3 separate regions of the Mus musculus genome follow, and regions 1 and 3 are each linked to region 2. The links are chromatin contacts, called in public HiCAR-type and promoter capture Hi-C maps. All regions are on one chromosome and are shown on one strand. The core of a region is the stretch at or near the end of the contact, and the rest is flanking DNA. Distances in the headings are between cores, read along the strand shown. Region 1 holds the start of Hbs1l (Hbs1-like (S. cerevisiae)). Region 2 holds the start of Rps12 (ribosomal protein S12). Region 3 holds the start of Aldh8a1 (aldehyde dehydrogenase 8 family, member A1).

Evidence for each region. Promoter capture Hi-C pulls out the DNA fragments that hold promoters and counts their contacts. HiCAR-type assays count read pairs that join an accessible place to other places.
Region 1: a contact with region 2 is called in a promoter capture Hi-C map of hippocampal neurons, with 16 times the contacts expected there. The contact joins the promoter of Hbs1l here to the promoter of Rps12 in region 2. A contact is called at or near these places in 2 of 39 promoter capture datasets (hippocampal neurons and liver), 1 of 484 Hi-C or Micro-C datasets (muscle stem cells) and 1 of 9 other capture datasets (adipose tissue).
Region 3: a contact with region 2 is called in a HiCAR-type map of astrocytes, with 2.7 times the contacts expected there. The contact joins the promoter of Aldh8a1 here to the promoter of Rps12 in region 2. A contact is called at or near these places in 2 of 39 promoter capture datasets (hippocampal neurons and pre-B cells) and 1 of 115 datasets of contacts at active chromatin or transcription factors (astrocytes).

What each region holds. Positions count from the first base shown.
Region 1 is chr10:21,294,640-21,297,339 of GRCm38.p6, forward strand. Hbs1l (Hbs1-like (S. cerevisiae)) reads left to right here and starts at 1,340. Exons shown (of 18, transcript NM_019702.2): 1 at 1,340-1,537. The coding sequence starts at 1,495.
Region 2 is chr10:23,785,872-23,788,571 of GRCm38.p6, forward strand. It overlaps Rps12 (ribosomal protein S12), which reads right to left and starts at 1,338. Exons shown (of 6, transcript NM_011295.6): 1 at 1,285-1,338; 2 at 1,123-1,173; 3 at 893-1,009; 4 at 31-133. The coding sequence starts at 1,136. It overlaps LOC115487513 (a small nucleolar RNA gene), which reads right to left and starts at 672; the gene lies at 599-672.
Region 3 is chr10:21,375,951-21,378,650 of GRCm38.p6, forward strand. It overlaps Aldh8a1 (aldehyde dehydrogenase 8 family, member A1), which reads left to right and starts at 1,350. Exons shown (of 7, transcript NM_178713.4): 1 at 1,350-1,528. The coding sequence starts at 1,391.

The DNA of each region.
Region 1 (2,700 bases), core at 90-2,589, 2.5 Mb before region 2:
AACAGCATTCACGTTTACAGTGGGATAGAAGCTGACCCTGGTTTTTAAGTTTTATGTACGTGACGTTGAGACAGGGTCTCAACAGTGCTGGTTGGCCTGGAACTCCCTGTGTAGCCAAGGATGACCTTGAATTCCTGGTCCTCCTGTCCCTGTCTACAGAGTACCAAGATTAAAGGAATTGAGCCACCAGGTCCAGCACATTTAGTACTCTTTAGCACTTAATGTCCTGTGCTAAGTCCTCTTACATGGGCAAATATTATTTATGAATTTGATAATGTATAAGATAATATCTTCACTTACAAAGAAATAGGCTGCAATGTGGAAATTATTTAAAGGTATAAAATAAAACACTTAAAAATCATAAAATTAGCATCTACTTTTTTTTTTTTTTGTCTATAAAGTTTTGCCTTGGAGCCATATGAAACATTGTGAGTTAAGAACACCATTGGGTAGTCAGTCAGAACTCAAATCTGAGCCCTTTACAAATATGGATTTAATTTGTGTTATCCTCATTGTTGTGGATTAGAAAAGCTGAGTAAGGTGGTGTTAGACATTCGCCTTTGATTCCAGGTCTTGGCATTGAAAGCACAAGCTACAATAAAATGGTTTGTTCAGTGTGATAATAAGGTTGATGTTTTTTACACAGCATTATTAGCCTTATGTTGTATGAAACAAGGATGTTTAATAACAGGTTATAGATTTATGTGTTATTATTACATCATAAGCACCCAAGGCTAGTTCTGTGTCTGAAAAGCTGTACTAAACACCCTTAGCAAGTTCACATATTTATGTATTCAATCAATGTCTAAGGCTTCCTTCTTAATTAATTCGTGCTAATGAAATATTTTACAAAGCTAAGGTCAGACAGTTGTTTACCAGAGCTGTTAATGAATTTAATATGGAGCCCATACCTGAAGCCATGAGTTACATGCGAAGCATATTGACCCAGTGTGGCTACATTTCAAAGCTAAAATTACTCATTCAAAAAGTTCCCTCTACAGCTTGGACTAATTATTATGCCAAATTTACACGTTTATTGATTGCCTATAGTGTTTACTAAGGCTTAAAAGCTGAAACAAAGTCCTTGTTTTTACTGAGCGAAATAGGCAGCTTTTCAGATGATCAAAAACCAAAGTTGGGAAATAATCCTGAAAACCGGTGTAGGTGAAGGATCCCGCTCAACAACCCTCTGGTTGCTTCATTTCTGGCCTTGAAGTCCACGTCAGTCAATTCGCTTGTGGGCGGGACCTCGCCCCCCCCCCCCCCCCGCCAGTTCGCGAGCGCGCACGCGTTCCCGGGAGGCCCGCAGTGACCCCGAGAGCTTGCCGTCGCCAAGTGCGCAGGTATGACGTCGCGCATGCGCGGACGCTCGGCGCAGAGGCCTGGCGGAAGACAAGATGGCGCGGCAGAGGTGTTCCGCCCGCGGTCTGCGCCTCGTCGGTTTCTGAGCCGAGTTTTTCTGGAAGGGACGGCGGCAGGCGCCGTCTGTGCGCGATGGCCCGGCATCGGAACGTCCGGGGATATAACTACGATGAAGGTGGGTGGTAAGGCCGCGCCGGCCGTGACCTTAGCTCTTCCAGCTGTCTCCATGGCCGCTTTACATCTCCCTGGAATCGAGCATGGACCCCGGAGCCACGCTCGCAATGGGATCTTCGGCGGAGAGGGAGCGGGCGGAGAGCGAGCAGGACCTGAGAGGAACACCCGGGGAGGAAGCCGGCGTGTTGTCTGCCTCCTAGCTGAGCTAGTTCACCGACCGGGCAGGGGTGTAGCATCTCCAGGGCCCATAGGTGTGGCGAGGTCGGGATCCGATGCTGTTCGTATCCAAGCGTCACCTCTTCTTTCCCTGTTTCCTGCGGGGATCCCGCAATGAGTTCCTGACGTCTGTCTCATAAGCCCTCCTTCAGACAAGCCCACGAGGCCGTAGTTAGAAAAGAGGCTGGCTTAGCGCTTACCTGCGGCCGGCCTACTACAAACGTCAGATTTATTTCGTTGTCCCCGTGTCCCTGCGTTTTTGACTGCTCCATTTTTTTCCAACGGATTTCAAAACTGGGGACGTGAGAAACAGAAAAGATTCTTGTTTAAAAGGGCTCAAGAAATTGGGTCGATTTGCTGATGTTCAGGTGTATAAATTCAGTTATTGGCAAACAGTGCTTAATGTAGATTGATTTTAAAAAGGAAATGGAAAAATAACACCAGCGGGGAGGTCATGAAAAAGGGACTCGCAGTTTGTTGGCATTGAGTGGATGATAATAAGCATCATTTAGCATCACAGAAGCTAAAAATAAACACAAATGTAAAGTGATGCAAGAATCCTAAAGACCTGCTGCTTTTTAAAATGGAGAAGATGCAATGTTTACGCAGGCGGTTGTTATTAACACCCCCTTTGGGGGGATTGTGAGCTTCAGTGTCCTCAACAGGTTTGACCAACCAACAACCTGGGCTGCATCTGGAGACTTTGACCCAGTCTGCCTGGAATATCTTACTTGGCAGGCATTCACTGTAAGAATACATAGTGTCTGTATAAAAGGCCTGGTGGACCACTACCACTAAGAAATGACTTTAGTCTGGAAGAGATTGTGTAGCTGTGAAATAAGGGACATTTATTACCAATATATTTCCTCAGCCAGTGATAATTGACTATTTAAGGGTACTGCTTAACACATGAGGACTGTTTACAGTAACAGCTGGTTAAAGCATGAG
Region 2 (2,700 bases), core at 88-2,587:
TGGCTCAACACCATTATCACTAAGGCTTACCTTTATCAGGTTGATTTGGTGCTCAGCACAAAGTGCCTCCACCAGCTTGACATACATGGGCTCATCACAGTTGGATGCGAGCACACACAGATGGGCTTGGCGCCTAAAATGCAAAACTCAAAGGTGAAACCTTCAAGGGTCTTCACTGTGCTAGTAAACCTGACCACACAGGATTTACTGTACCAAACTGCAGACTAGCCATTCACTTTCCCTGTACAAACTTAGATACCAATACCACACATTATAATAGGAAACCTATTTATGGCCAAAGGAAACTATGACCACTTTCAGGGTATTTCCAACTTGAAAGCTGATCCAAAGCAGTCCTGTGCAGGAAGCACTGTAAATATTCACAACAGCATCCAAAATCACCTGACTTTACCTCAAACAGTAGAATACACGTGCATAAGCCTAATAAACCATGCATGTTCTCAAGTCTCCCGGATATAGCTAGATTTCCCCGACACCACAATATTGTCGTTTAAGTATTTGCAAACTAAATAATGATGCCCCCCCCTTTTCCATCTTCTAGCAAAACTACCGGACTATCTATCCCCACGAGCTACAGGTTTGTCAGACTAGCTGTTTCTCACCCATGAACGGGGTGAAGGGGTATCCGACAATTCAAGTCATCATGCAAACACTGTAGCTTTACAAAACTACTGCTCGTCATCCCCGATCCACACAGCAACCCACACATCCTAAGTGGGCTAGAGTTGATACCTTTTCCTAGGTTTCCTGCTGGCCGGATGACATTCAGAACTTTTGTGCTAACAGCATGAACTTCACGCTCTCTTCCCTTGGCTGCTGCAGTCTTTGTTCCGGCTGCAACACCCCACAGTATTGAGACTGAGACACGTACTTGTCTAAGGCTTTGGCAGCTTCGCGTATGCCACGTGCTAGGCCATCGTGGATGAGGGCGGTCTTCAGCACCTCTTGTAGAGCAGTGTTGACGTCCATTACACCTCCAGCAGCTATGCTGGAATGCAGACAGAGACGTTAGGACCCTCGGCAGGCTAGGGATGGGGAACTAGCATGGAGAAAAGCCCAGACCAGCGCCGCCCGCGGGAGGCCCACGCCCCACTCGCTCACCCTTCCTCGGCCATGGCGGTGAATCACGGGTGACGCCGAATCTTGAACGCACTGAAAGACAAAACATCAGTAAATCGCCCGTTAAGACCCAAGTACTTCACTTTTGAAGCCAAGGCGCAGTAGACACGCTATCGCCGGCGCACGAGCTGGGATCACACTCACCCCGAGCTTCCGCCTCCGCGCAAGTCGGCGGCGGCAGGGGAAAAGGCCGGCGGTGGCCGCATGACGGTATTTAAGCGCTCCGCTCGACTTCTGTGCGCATGTGCAACTCCTCCCACTAAAGAGGTGGCTCCGGTGGTGCCGTGCCTTAGGAGTTTCCACTTCCGCCTTTAGGAGCGTCCGTGGTAAGAACGCGGCTGGATTTCTAGCAGGCATCGCAGCGGGCAGCCTTTGCCCAGGGGGCGTGGACCACAGAGGTCCCACGATCCGCTCCTACGGAACACGAGAGGAGCCAAACTACTGCCGTTTTCTTCGCTGCTGAATTACTTTGTTTTAAGCAGTTTTTCCACGTCTTATCGTGAAGTTTCCTGTTGCCAATACTGGCCGATTAGGCTGAGTGTGTCCACATTTTGGTCCTTTGGTTTTTAGCCTCTCTGAGTGGCTGTGATTTGTGTATGATCACAAACCCCACTGCTTTGCAACGTGTTTAAGCAGACCTTGCGGCCAGGTCAGATCCCGGTCTGAATGCAACCGGTTCTGAATGAACATTTAGGTAATGACCCTAGTTTTTTTCCCGAGTCGCAGCTTCGCAGACACTGGATCCCTGAGGTACATGTTAAACTCTCACTGTGGATCTGTCACTAAATTCCACCGAGGATTCGGCTACCAGGAGTGGAACTCCAGAATCTTAAAGCCAGTTCCCGCCTACGCCGACAAATGCATTTTAATTTCGAAGGAATCACTCGCTCTTCTACTTCCAAAGCAAATACACAAGACATCTCTCTCAGAAGATATCCCCGAAGCCAACCAGAGCTTCTGATGGCCAACCTGGTGGATACAGTGATCATTGTCGGGCTCATGAATTTCATGAGGATATAAGAAAGTTGATGGAAGTTTTAGCTTTTCCAATAAACGTTTGGGTTTCACCCCTAAAGCCTCATGCTTGCTTCCTTACCCCTGCAATTCAAAAAAGTATTTAATAGGTGGTTAGTTTCTGTGGGCGTATTTCTGCCAGTGTCTATGGTGCTGTTTTAAAGATGAGAGACGGCGGACACTTAAAAGTCTGCATTTTAAAAGATAAAGCTAGTATTTTAGCCAAAGAGTAACATACCAGAATGCCACGGTGCTGGGGAGTGGAGATGATGTGGGAACGCAGGGGATTTGGAGTTTATGGCAGCATTTAAAAGAGGTTTTAACTAGAGTTCCAGCCAGGTAAGTGCAGGAAGAATATTCAGACAGGAAGAGAGAGCAGGAAGGCACACGTGCCTTTTGGCTGTTTTGGAAGTGATTTTGAAACATTACACAGTCGGAAAAGAATGTGGTTAAGTAGAGTTTAAGTAGTTTCCTTAGTATAAGGCTATTAAAAGTTAATGTGTCAAACCATACATAAGTTGCAAGACTTTCATCCCAGCACCTGAG
Region 3 (2,700 bases), core at 100-2,599, 2.4 Mb before region 2:
AGGGAGAGAGGGAGGGAGGGAAAGACAGAGACAGGGAGGGAGGAGATTCATGGTCAGTAAGAAATTGAAGATGCTCTCTTTACATTTTAAACATTCTACAAGGTAGAAATACAGAGAATGGAAACACAGCAATACAGCAGCCAAAACATTTCCACAACTGGTGAAAGACAAAGCCAGTGGTAGAAAAGCAGCCTCTTCCAGTCACGGTTAAGAACAAATTCTCACCAAATGCACTGTGGTGAAAATGGGACGCCAAAGACGACAGACAGCCGTCAGTAGGTGGAGACGTGAAGTACAGGAAGGATGGGGAGATAGCAACATGGAGAACAGAAGGAACAAGACCTTCAGAGGGTTACTTGCAAAATACAAAACAAGCGCTATGATGCACAAGAGAGTTTGGTTATCCATGGAGCCTCAGCAGAGTGAACGGTGGTGTGTCCTGTCCTCTCAGAGGCCATGTGCTGGTCTGTTCAGCTGTGACAGAATAACTGAAAATCGATCACTTGAGAGAACCTGAATTCTTGTTGTTCTGGAGACTGGGAAGCCCATGATGTTGGTGTGAGGAGATTGTGTATGGTAAATATCCCCTGCCTCTGCCACTTCCTCACCAGGCAGGGCAGCTGTGCTCCTGCGGCAGAAGGCACAAATGACCCATAGCCTGTTTCGAAGGCACCACCGAGGCCGTGAGCAGCACCTTAACTCCAGGAGTGCCCACTTAAACACTGCCACTGGAGGGTTAAACGTGCCCGAATTCTGAGCGTTCAAACCACGGCATTGCCGGGTAGTGAAGACGGCTCCCTTGCTCCTGTGGCCAGTCCCTACAGGGACATGGATGCATCCTCCTGAGATGGACTCACAGGCTGTTAGGTGTAAATGTAGCTAAAGTTTCTTCTCATTTCCTGTCAGTACTTGAGTGTTCATGTGTGACCTTGGCCACATTGTGTAACCTTCCAGAGGCTCAATGCCTTCCCTAGAAAGGAGGAAGTAAGGATTGCTGCATGGGACAATATTCTGTGGAGCCAATTTTCTTTATGCTTTGCACTTCGTGTTTAAACAGTGGGCACTTATGGTGCAGTGCCGATAAAATCATCTCACACACACACACACACACACACACACACACAGTTGATATGAAAGGACAATCTGAAGACATTGTACATATGTAACTTGATGTTAGTTTAATGCAGTGCCCATTTCTCAGAATGGACCATGAGTTGCCTTCAAGAACCATCCGAGTTTGGAATCAGGAAAGTTCTGAAGCGCAGCGGGTCTCCTCCTCCCAGGTTCGGATATGCAAATGAGGACACTGGGCCTGGGGGTGAGATGAGGGTGTCCAAAGTCCTGAGGGCAGTCACAGAGGGCTGCTGTACACAGAGGGCACTTTCCTAACATGGCTGGAAAAAGGGAACTTTTGATGTTGGAGAACTTTATAGGTGGGAAGTTTTTACCCTGTAACTCATATATAGATTCTTACGATCCATCAACAGGGGAAGTTTATTGCAAAGTTCCAAACAGTGGGAAAGAAGAGGTAAGTCTATTCACTTGGGAAACTAAAACGTATTTACTGTGTTGACAAATTGTAGACAACCATTTTCTAAAACTAAAGGGGAGAGGATGAAGGAAAATGTAGCATTTTATAAGGTAGTTTATCATATGAATGGACTGGTCTGAGCTGGAATGGCTCTGAGTTTACTATGTTCAAGAGAAAGTTGTTAGCTGTGGGAACAGTGGTTTTAATGTTTGTAATTCTCAGACAGATTGTAATAGTTATAGAGAACTCTTACGATATGAAATGCATCCTTCTCTCTACAAAGTGCCCACTGGCTCCATGGGTTTATAAAAATAAATCTTGAAAACTTAAATTGGGAACAAAACAAAAGCCCAGTACTTTATTTTAGACCATCATCTGATAGTTCCTCATATCTCTGAGAATACCCAGTCTAATAAAGCCAGTTATTTGAGTAATGAAGCTGAAAATTAAACTCTCATGTCATTTCATTAAACTTAACAACTTAAAAAATGAGGGTTCATGTCCCTTTCTCTTTCCTTTTTCTTTCTTTTCTAGTTATGAAGAATTAAGTCACTTGGGGAATTTTGTAAAATGCTTGAGATATATTTAATGTTATGAATTATTGCACTGAGAATAAAAAATGTTTGGTGTGCTGAGTGACTGATGTGTGTGTGGTTACCAAATGCAAACCGCCCATTGTTTATTCTTTTCAAGGCACAAACAACTCGATTATAATATAATTCCAATCTTCCTATATAAATATATCTTATATGCCAAGTTTTTTCTTCAAAAATTCAACTTTTTTTCTTCACTGGTAAATTTTAAATCTGTCTTCTAGAGGAAAAAAACAACTTTAGACTCTGTACTAAAGTTTAAGAATATTGGGTAACTTGTTAGTTACATTGTAACCAGCAATTTTGCTTGCTTCCAATGACCCAAACTGCATGAGACCAAGGCTTCTCTTCTCCATCTCCTGGTGTTTCCAAAGTGAGGAGATGCAGGTGGAGTGTGGTACCGGCTGGCACTTCTTCAGGAAATAGAATAAAACATATTTGCTTTTGCTTTTCCAGTAATATGTATGTTTTATTTTCTCAGCAATCCAGTTTGCAAATATTTTGGGTTCCACAAAAGCTGTGTCTTTGTTGATTTTACAAGATATGTGCCGAATTTTGGGCCTGTGTGAGTGTGTG